Linked DNA regions of Mus musculus: regions 2 and 3 are each linked to region 1. The links are chromatin contacts, called in public HiChIP or PLAC-seq maps. All regions are on one chromosome and are shown on one strand. The core of a region is the stretch at or near the end of the contact, and the rest is flanking DNA. Distances in the headings are between cores, read along the strand shown.

Region 1 (2,723 bases), core at 61-2,560:
CCTCCAGCAATCCCAAGAATGTGGTTGAGGGCCCAGGGTTGGAGGCCATGCCCACAATCCCCCTGTGGCTTGGCAGGGAGCAGAGGGTCTCCCAAGGAGGAGATAAGCACTGAAGTAAGACTCGGGAAACTCTGCAGTGTTAATAGCAGGGCTGCACAGATTCTGTGCACTTCTCTCTCAGCCATTCAAGAGAGTATCACTCTTCCTGTCTGGAGGGCTGGCTTCACATGTTGTCGTGAAACAGACGGGTGGAGAAGACATGCAGAGGAGACGGCTCAGTAAAATACATCAATGCAGACAGGCGGAGTTGAGCTCCCCACTCAGCCACATAAAAGCCAAGCACATAGGTGCATACTTGGGGTCCCAGTAAGGGAGGAGGGGAAAGACAGGAGGATCCTGGGCTAGCGGGCCAGCCAGTCTAGCCAATCAGCAAACTTTAGATCCTTCGAGGGACTTTGTCTCAGAAAATAATGTGAAGAGAAATTAAAGAAGACACTCATTGTTGACCTCTGGCCTCTACAGGCAAGCATAAGCATATACATGTGTGTGCACACACATGTGTGCCCGGACACACACACACACACACACACACACACACAGAGAGAGAGAGAGAGAGAGAGAGAGAGAGAGCAGACCCATGAATACATGATGTGCAGTCTGTCCAGCACTCAGAACAGAAAAGTGTCATAGGCAATAGCAAAACTAAAGGATCCTGGGGACACACTAGTGGGACAAAGAAGTTTCCAGAAAAGGCTGAGCAGAAATGAACAGCAGCCAAGCAGGATGTCCCTCAGCACTCTCTAAAACTAAAGCCATGAACAAGTGAAGCTCAGCTGAGAAACAGCCCAGGCATCCCCCGGCTCACCTGCCTGTCACAGCAACCTGTCCTGAACCCTGGAGCCTGAGATGAGGTCCAGGGTCAGCAGGCAGGGAAAATGGTGAGTATCACCAAGATGGCTACAGCCATGTCAGGTTGAGTCACCCCACTTGCCGTAGCATGTCCTCATCCTAGCTCCTCCCTGGGCCTCAGTTTCCCCATGTGAAAAAATGTAGAAGAGACCGGATGTTGATTTCTAACCACGGTTGGCTTAGAACCAGTTTCAGAGTACACAGAGAAAATTGAAGCTATTTCTTCTTTCTGGGGCCAAGTGCACTAAAACACTGGGGTCTGAGTGAGGGAGTGAGTCTGAGTCCCACCCACCCTAAGTCCCTCTCACCATCTGAGCATCCCCCCCACTCCAAGCCCCAGGGCTCCAGATGTGGAGCTCCTCTGGGCCCACAGCCAGACACGCCCACACATCTGCTTCCAATCAGCATCCTGTCAGCCATCTGCCAAGGCCTTGGCCCACAGCCTTGAAGGCTCGCAGGGGCCTGGAGAGGGCTGCATGGTGCCAGTTACCAAGGAGACAGAGGCCTGGGGTGGGGGGCACTGGGTCCTCCCATATGGTTTTTGCCTAGTTCTCCTGAAACCATGTTTCCTCTCAGCCTAGACCCCCACAGGCCACCTGCTTCCTTGACCCTATGAACCAGGGCCCTCATAGGGGGTGAGGAGGTGTGAAAAAAAGACCCAGGAATAGACACAGAAGACAGGAACCCAGAGGTGTGGCCAACCCTTGGCTGCAAGTGCGAGTCCGGAGGCAAGAAAGCCACTCAAATTTACTTGACTGCTTCCTACTAGTATAACCTAGGCACAGCCCTCCTGAATCCTGGCTCCTGACTGCAGTGGGGATTTGTCAAATCACATCATGAGAATGACAAAGCCAACCTACGCCAAATGCCTTATGCACTGTTGCATTCCAGAACACAGTAGGTGCTGCTATTATTCCTCTCGTGGGCAAAAATAAAGGCAGTCCCTATTACTCTTACTCAACAGTTCCCACTGTAGCCAGTGGAAGGTTTGGGGGGATTCCTACACAGGGTGAATTGGAAGTCCCATGGGCACTGAGCAAGTAGAGGAAAACTGGAAGAGAAGTAGGAATGTGGCCTGCTCTGCCAGCCCCACCTACCAGCCTCAGTTCCTCGATTCCAAGGGCTCAAACCCCATAGGCTGGGCTGTGTGTTCTGAGACTCTAGCAGCCATTTCTCTAGGGGGCCATCTGGAAGTCTATTTCAGTACAGAAGGGCAGTGAAGGGAGGTCAGGGTGGCCTAGCCTCACTAGCAGGACAGCGTGACTACCCAGCTGTGGCCACTAGGTTAGCCGGTTCTCAACCAGCCCTGTGAACTTCATTCTAATAGTGAGGGTACCCTGGGGGTGCTGTGCTGTGCTTGTTAATTTGGAGTGTTTTATTTGTGTGTGGCGGGTGGTTTGGGGAGGGGTTGTTTGGTTTTGTTGTCAACTTGACACAAATTAGTGTCATCTGGGGAGAAGGGAAGATGAGGCACTGTCTCCATTAGATTGGCCTGCGGGCAAGTCTGTGGAGGCATTTTCTTGGTCTGTGATTGATGTGGGAGAGCCTAGGTCCCTGTAGGTGGTGCCACCCCTGGGCAGGTGGTCTAAGAAAGCAAGCTGAGCCAGCCAGTGGGTAGCTTTCCTCTGTGGCTCCTGCCTCTGCTCTTGCTTGAGTTCCTGTCCTGACATCCCTTAATGATTAAATGCGGACTGGGATCTATAAACCCATGAGCCCACTCCTCCCCAGGATGCTGTCGGCCACAGTCTATCACTGCAATAGAAAGCAAACTAGGGTGAAGTTCAGTGTAGGAGCTGTTCTCGATGCCGTAGCAA
Region 2 (2,723 bases), core at 146-2,645, 240 kb after region 1:
TCCAAAAATAAGTTCAAGACTACCCTGTACCTTCCCCCTTCAAAAGGACTTTCCAAACTGTACTAGCAGGCCAAGTACAGAGCCAGATAAAAAGCTGGCTGACTAAACAAATATAGAAACATAGTTTTAACGGTCAAAAACAAAATTAACAATCCTCCTGCCCCGCCTCACTAAAACACACACAAGGACAGACAAAATAAGAGTCACCCTACATAAACCAACCAATGTCTAAAAAGATTATTGGCTACACCAATTAAAATAAGCCAAACTACCCTGGTGCCTATATCCAACCCTTACAAAGGTATAAAAAGTGTGTTCCTTCTTTGTTCTGGGTCTCTCCTCCTGCCTGCCAGCTGAGAGGGGAGTCCCCAACATGCTGGATAAGTAAAATCCTCATGAGTTTTTGCAATGATGGTGGTCTCTGTGCTCTTTGTGGGTGAGGGTTTTCTGACAAGCTACAACACTCTCATACCCTTCACCCAGCTTCTCTTGTTACAACTTTAAGTTCAATTTTTCTAGTGAATTATTGAAAACCAAGATGAGTTCACAGATCTTAAACATTTTTAAAATGAAGATCTGGTGGTACCTAGAACATTTACAGTATTATTACACAACTGCCCACTTTTACCTCCAAAATAATTTTATCACCTCCTCCCTAGTGAGCATTCCCCAAGGCTCCCTCCACAAAGAGGGCCCTTGCCACTCTCAAGTCTTTGTCAAAGCCCCATAAACCTCTCTAGACCCCACGCTCCAGTCTTCCCCAGACCTTTGGTCAGAATTTTTCTTTTTTTAATTGTTTTTTGGTTTGTTTGTTTTCTGTTTTGTTTGTTTTGGGTTTGGTTTGTTTGTTTGTTTGTTTGTTTGGTTGGTTGGTTTTTTGTCACCTAGTGCTAAGATTAAAAGCATGCACCACCAAATTTACTCCCTTTTATACTCCAAATTTTAATGTATCCATTGTAGATAAACCTGATCTCCTAGCATACTTGGATGGTTAGTTTTCTCGGCTTTTTTTTTTTTCCAATGTCTTTCATATCTCTCAACCCATGAGATAGGGGCTGGATAATCAATTACATAGAATAAATAAATCTAGACAGTCAGTCTGCTGCTGAACGTATTTACCCGCGGTGTTAGGCATTACCGAGGTGTTTTAATGCCGTTGACATCCAATTGTTCTTTTACCAGTGAGCAACGCAGTCAATTTTTGCTCCGGGCTGAGAATAGACCGTCAAGTGAACTCTGGGATGAGTTCGGATTGCAAGCCAGGGCACCTCCCAGAGGCTCCGAATGCCCACGTGGACCCCCTCGGGCCTTCCCACCTCAAGTGAGACCCGAGCTGGGGGGCGGGGAGACGGGCGGGCTCTCGGGCAACTCTGGATTGGCCAAGATTCCAGCCCCGCTCAGCGTGGATCTGGCCGCGCGAGCTGACCAGTGATCCGGAGACTGCCCCGAAGGGAGCGTAAGCTGCATTCCCGGAGGGGCGGGCGGTACGGGAGCCGCTTCCGGGTGAGCCGCCCCGCCCCCACGTGGGCTTGCGCTTTTAGAGCGGGAGAGCGCGGTGTCCAGAGCCCGGCTCGGAGCGGCGGCGAGCAGCGTCCTTGGTACGTGAGCAGGCGCCGGCCTCTGGGAAGTGGCGGGTTGAAGGGGGACGGGACCCCAGAACAAGGTGAGGTGCACCCCTATGGCGCTGTGTTCCCGAAGCTCTGACGCTGTAGCGGAGACGCTGTCCCTATGCACCTACTAGAGTGGGCGGGATTCTTGCCGCTACAAGGTCTTGCTGCGTCCGGGATTCGGGACTCAAAGATGGGCTCCACCCGCCCCCTTTCTCGGAGGCCTCAGGGGTAGCCTCGGTTTCTGCAGAGCGCGATCTGTCTGGCAGGCTGGAGAAGTGGGGAAAACAATAAGGGTCGCTTGTGCTAGGTCTCTCCTGCTTCTGCTCATTCAGTCATACAACGATCCATTGAGATCCGCTTAAGACCCAGACCACATGAGAAGAAAAGCAGTCATGCAGCTTGAAACAAGAATTTGTCCCCATGCCTTTTAAATCCCAAAGTCACATACTAACCACCCTGCTACCAGCCGTGGCCAGGTCTAGGTTAAACCTTTCTTCCCCTACTCTCACCTGGAATCTCTGTCGCCTCTTCCATACTGGGACTATAACGTGTGAACTCTGTCCTTCTAATGCCAAAAGTCCTGGTGAGGACTGAGGGCTGCTAGACTCCAGAAGTTTGGACCATATTTATAGCTGACCTGCTGTATGAGACCTGCCCTTCTCGAGTTCAGTTTTACAGTTGTTTGATGTAAAAGCTCTCAGCCAGAATATTTTAGCAGTCTGTGGAAAGGCAACTCCTAGCTTGAAATGTCTAGACCCGGGCAGCAGGGGGGATTAAGCGCCCACACTAGATGAGGTCTAAGGTCTCTTCTTTAACCCCTCCTAACACCGTGGCAGGTGGCAGCTAGAGTGTGCAGGAAATGCAAATGAGCCACCGGGCAGTACCTTTTCAGAACTGCCCACAGATGCCTTTCCTGGGCCTCTTTGGGCTTCAGATTTCCCAGCTCTGAACCTTCTACCTAGCTGGCCCTCCTGACTTGTCTCCTCCCTAGCCAGGGCAGAGCCTGCTCGAGCTGGCACCACTTCACTACTATTTATGCCAAGAGCACAGCCTCCGGAATTCTTTGTGGGGTACAACCTGGGAGCCCAGGCTCTGAAGCTTTCTCTCAGCTGC
Region 3 (2,723 bases), core at 82-2,581, 170 kb after region 1:
TGTCATAAGTTCAAGCACAGCCTGGGATGTGTAGCTCAACTGGGGCAACATAGTGAGACACTGTCGATAAGATGAAAGGCTAGCCTGGGCTGCTAGCACCTGACCAGCCAAAGAAAAGACATTTTTGTAAGCTCTGAACGAGAAGAAAAGATAATAACTCCATGCCTGACTTTTTGTGGTGGACTCTGAGCACTTGAAGAACAAAGACCCAGTCTGGAAAGACAAAGGATAGAAAAAGGCAGGCCAGACACAGGCTGGACCTGGGGAACTATGTCAGTGCCAAGAAATGCAGACTGTACCTCTACTAGAAATAAAGAGAAGGCTTGTAACAGCTGAAGACCTTATAATAGAAGTTTTTACTCTGCAGAAAAAGAAGAATTATACAACCATATATTCTTAACTTCAAAATACATAAAGGAAAGGCTGACAGTGTTGATGGCAAGAGGATGGCAAGTTTAATCTACAGTAGGACTTGACATCCTTCTCTTGGTAACTGGTAGAATAAACAGATAGAGAAAATAACAGACTCAGAGCACCAGGGCAACATGGTGAGCAAGGCTGACCAGAGCTGACACATGGGGAGAGTACTGCACCCGCCAACTGCAAGAGTCTCATCAAGGACACACAGGGTTCTCTTGATACGCAATGCTCCTTTGGGTGAGCAAGCAAATCCAATGAATCGCAAAGAATTGAAGGACACAGAATACGGTCTCCGACCAAACCATGAAATAAACAATGAAAACATTGCCAAAACTGGGCTCGGTGGCCCCTGTCTGTAATCCCAGTATTCAGGAGGCAGAGGCAGGAAGATTGTCCATTTGAGGCCTGCCTAAGATATATAATGTAGCAATAGCTTATCTTAATTAAAAATATGTGCTGGCCATATGTGAGGAGCAAAGTTTGGATCACTGGCACACATGTGAAAGCCAGGTGCTTGCCTGAGCTCCAGAGTGTGTGTGTGTGTGTGTGTGTGTGTGTGTGTGTGTATCCATATAGGTATTTTATATACATCTAGGAATGTTTTTATGCATGTGTGCCACACACCATAGTAAGAAAGGCTGGGAAAGGACATACAGGGAAGAACTCTTTTTCACCTGGCTTTCACATGTGTGCCAGTGATCCAAACTTTGCTCCCCACAACTGCCGGGTTCAGGTTCAGTGGCAGTGACATCTCTAAAGAGAGATGGGTGGTCTCAGCCATGCCCACAGCTACCTTCAGCCTTCAGAGCACACGCACTGGCTGTCCATCATCTCCCAGCCCAGATAACCCGTAGAAAAGGCAACCTGTGCTCTCCCCTAACCGTTTGCCGTTTCCAGGATGCTAGAGACCACAAGGAGAACAGTGACGTGTTCAGAGACAACCCAGGCAGGTCGCTGATATGGCTTATGGGGCAAGCTAAAACCTTGGTTTCCTTTCAAGATTTTCTGTACAGAGCCGACATTTTTGTGAATTGGGAGTTTTCAATATAAAATAATTGTACCTAAAATGCATCTAGAAGTACCATGAACATAGAACAACCAAAATAACAGTGAAGAATAAAATCAAAGGATTTGTACTTCGGGATTCCAAAATGCTATTACAAAGCTACAGTCAGTAATCGAGTCTGTGATGATGACAAAGTAGGAGACTATAAAGCAAACCAGAAGGTCCGGAAATAAAACATTTCTATGGTTGCGTCCTTAAAACACACACACATACACACAACAACAACTCTTATTGTTTGTTAACGTGACTATGTGTCTCATATATACACTGCCCCTGCCCCTGCCCCTGCCTCCAAGTGTTGTTAAGTCTTATTGAGGTTCTTTTTTGGCTAAGTTGGTGGCCAGCAAAGCCAGCAATGATCTTCTTACCTCTGTATCATACCCCCATCCCAGTGTTATAGGCTTATGTGCCATGCCCAAGAAGCACATGATGGGACTAGGTAACCAGCTTTACACGTTGTCCTCAGACCACCACACTTGTGCTATGACACATGTGTATACACACACACACACACACACACACACACACACACACACAAATAAACGTAAAACCTATTTTTAAATGAAGTACTGCTATGTGCTGTAACATGAGCATTCCTTGAAAACACGGTAAAAAGAGACATTCATAGAAATACACATACACACTTCCATTTACATAAAATCCCCTCAACAAGGTATATGCATTGAATCAGAAAACACAGTAATGATTGGTGGGGGTTGGGAAGGACGGAGGGTCAGGGATGGAAAACAAGAAGCTAAAAGGTACAGTGTTTCTTTCTAGAATGATGAAAATACTCTAAACTGGTCATAGTAATAATTGCATAACTCTGTAAATTTACTCAAAACCACAAAGTTGTACATTTCCAGTGAGTGAACTGTATACATTATGCATTATAGCTCCGTAGAGCATTTACCAGAGAATTAACAAATTCCCTAATCAAAATAAGAGGTGTGACCCTGGAAGATACAGCCACGAACACATGGTAACACTTCTTCAAATGGCATCAAATCACTCTAAAGAAGGACTAGCTGGTTCCTGGCTGCAGCTTGTGCCTTCCCTTGAAGCTAAGGGCCTCAGAGGCAATGAGGCAGCCAGCAAATGTTACTTGGACCTGCCTTCCTTGGGAAATAGTAGGTGTGCTCACGACCCCCACTCTGTGTGTGTGTGTGTGAAAGAGAGAGAGAGAGAGAGAGAGAGAGAGAGAGAGAGAGGCAGAGACTCTTTCTGTAGGGAATAT

The links. HiChIP or PLAC-seq counts read pairs in DNA pulled down with a chosen protein or histone mark.
Region 2: a contact with region 1 is called in an H3K27ac HiChIP or PLAC-seq map of regulatory T cells, with 6 times the contacts expected there. The contact joins the promoter of Alad here to the enhancer-like site in region 1. A contact is called at or near these places in 21 of 39 promoter capture datasets (the 3T3-L1 cell line, 3T3-L1-derived adipocytes, the C10 cell line and 14 more), 6 of 484 Hi-C or Micro-C datasets (CD4 T cells, bone marrow-derived macrophages, embryonic fibroblasts and 2 more), 33 of 115 datasets of contacts at active chromatin or transcription factors (the 230-238 cell line, the SCID.adh cell line, T-cell acute lymphoblastic leukemia and 23 more) and 3 of 9 other capture datasets (adipose tissue, embryonic trunk and liver).
Region 3: a contact with region 1 is called in an H3K27ac HiChIP or PLAC-seq map of regulatory T cells, with 5 times the contacts expected there. The contact joins two enhancer-like sites. A contact is called at or near these places in 2 of 15 datasets of contacts at CTCF or cohesin (embryonic stem cells and stem cell-derived epiblast-like cells), 7 of 484 Hi-C or Micro-C datasets (CD8 T cells, the N1E-115 cell line, bone marrow-derived macrophages and 4 more), 19 of 115 datasets of contacts at active chromatin or transcription factors (the 230-238 cell line, Th17 cells, differentiating embryonic stem cells and 11 more) and 3 of 9 other capture datasets (adipose tissue, embryonic stem cells and liver).

Annotation. Positions count from the first base shown.
Region 1 is chr4:62,754,323-62,757,045 of GRCm38.p6, reverse strand. No RefSeq gene overlaps it. Among named protein-coding and RNA genes, the nearest start is that of Gm30699, 19 kb to the left of the region's middle. Within about 2 kb of position 1,310, at least 111 of the 459 cell types and tissues checked have an H3K27ac peak or open chromatin away from gene starts, as enhancers often do. A contact at or near this core is called in T-cell acute lymphoblastic leukemia, adipose tissue, double positive thymocytes and 8 more, where this site is marked.
Region 2 is chr4:62,518,735-62,521,457 of GRCm38.p6, reverse strand. Alad (aminolevulinate, delta-, dehydratase) reads left to right here and starts at 1,395. Exons shown (of 12, transcript NM_008525.4): 1 at 1,395-1,598.
Region 3 is chr4:62,585,884-62,588,606 of GRCm38.p6, reverse strand. It overlaps a transcript of Rgs3 not described here. Among named protein-coding and RNA genes, the nearest start is that of Rgs3, 32 kb to the left of the region's middle. Within about 2 kb of position 1,331, at least 15 of the 459 cell types and tissues checked have an H3K27ac peak or open chromatin away from gene starts, as enhancers often do. A contact at or near this core is called in regulatory T cells and thymic regulatory T cells, where this site is marked.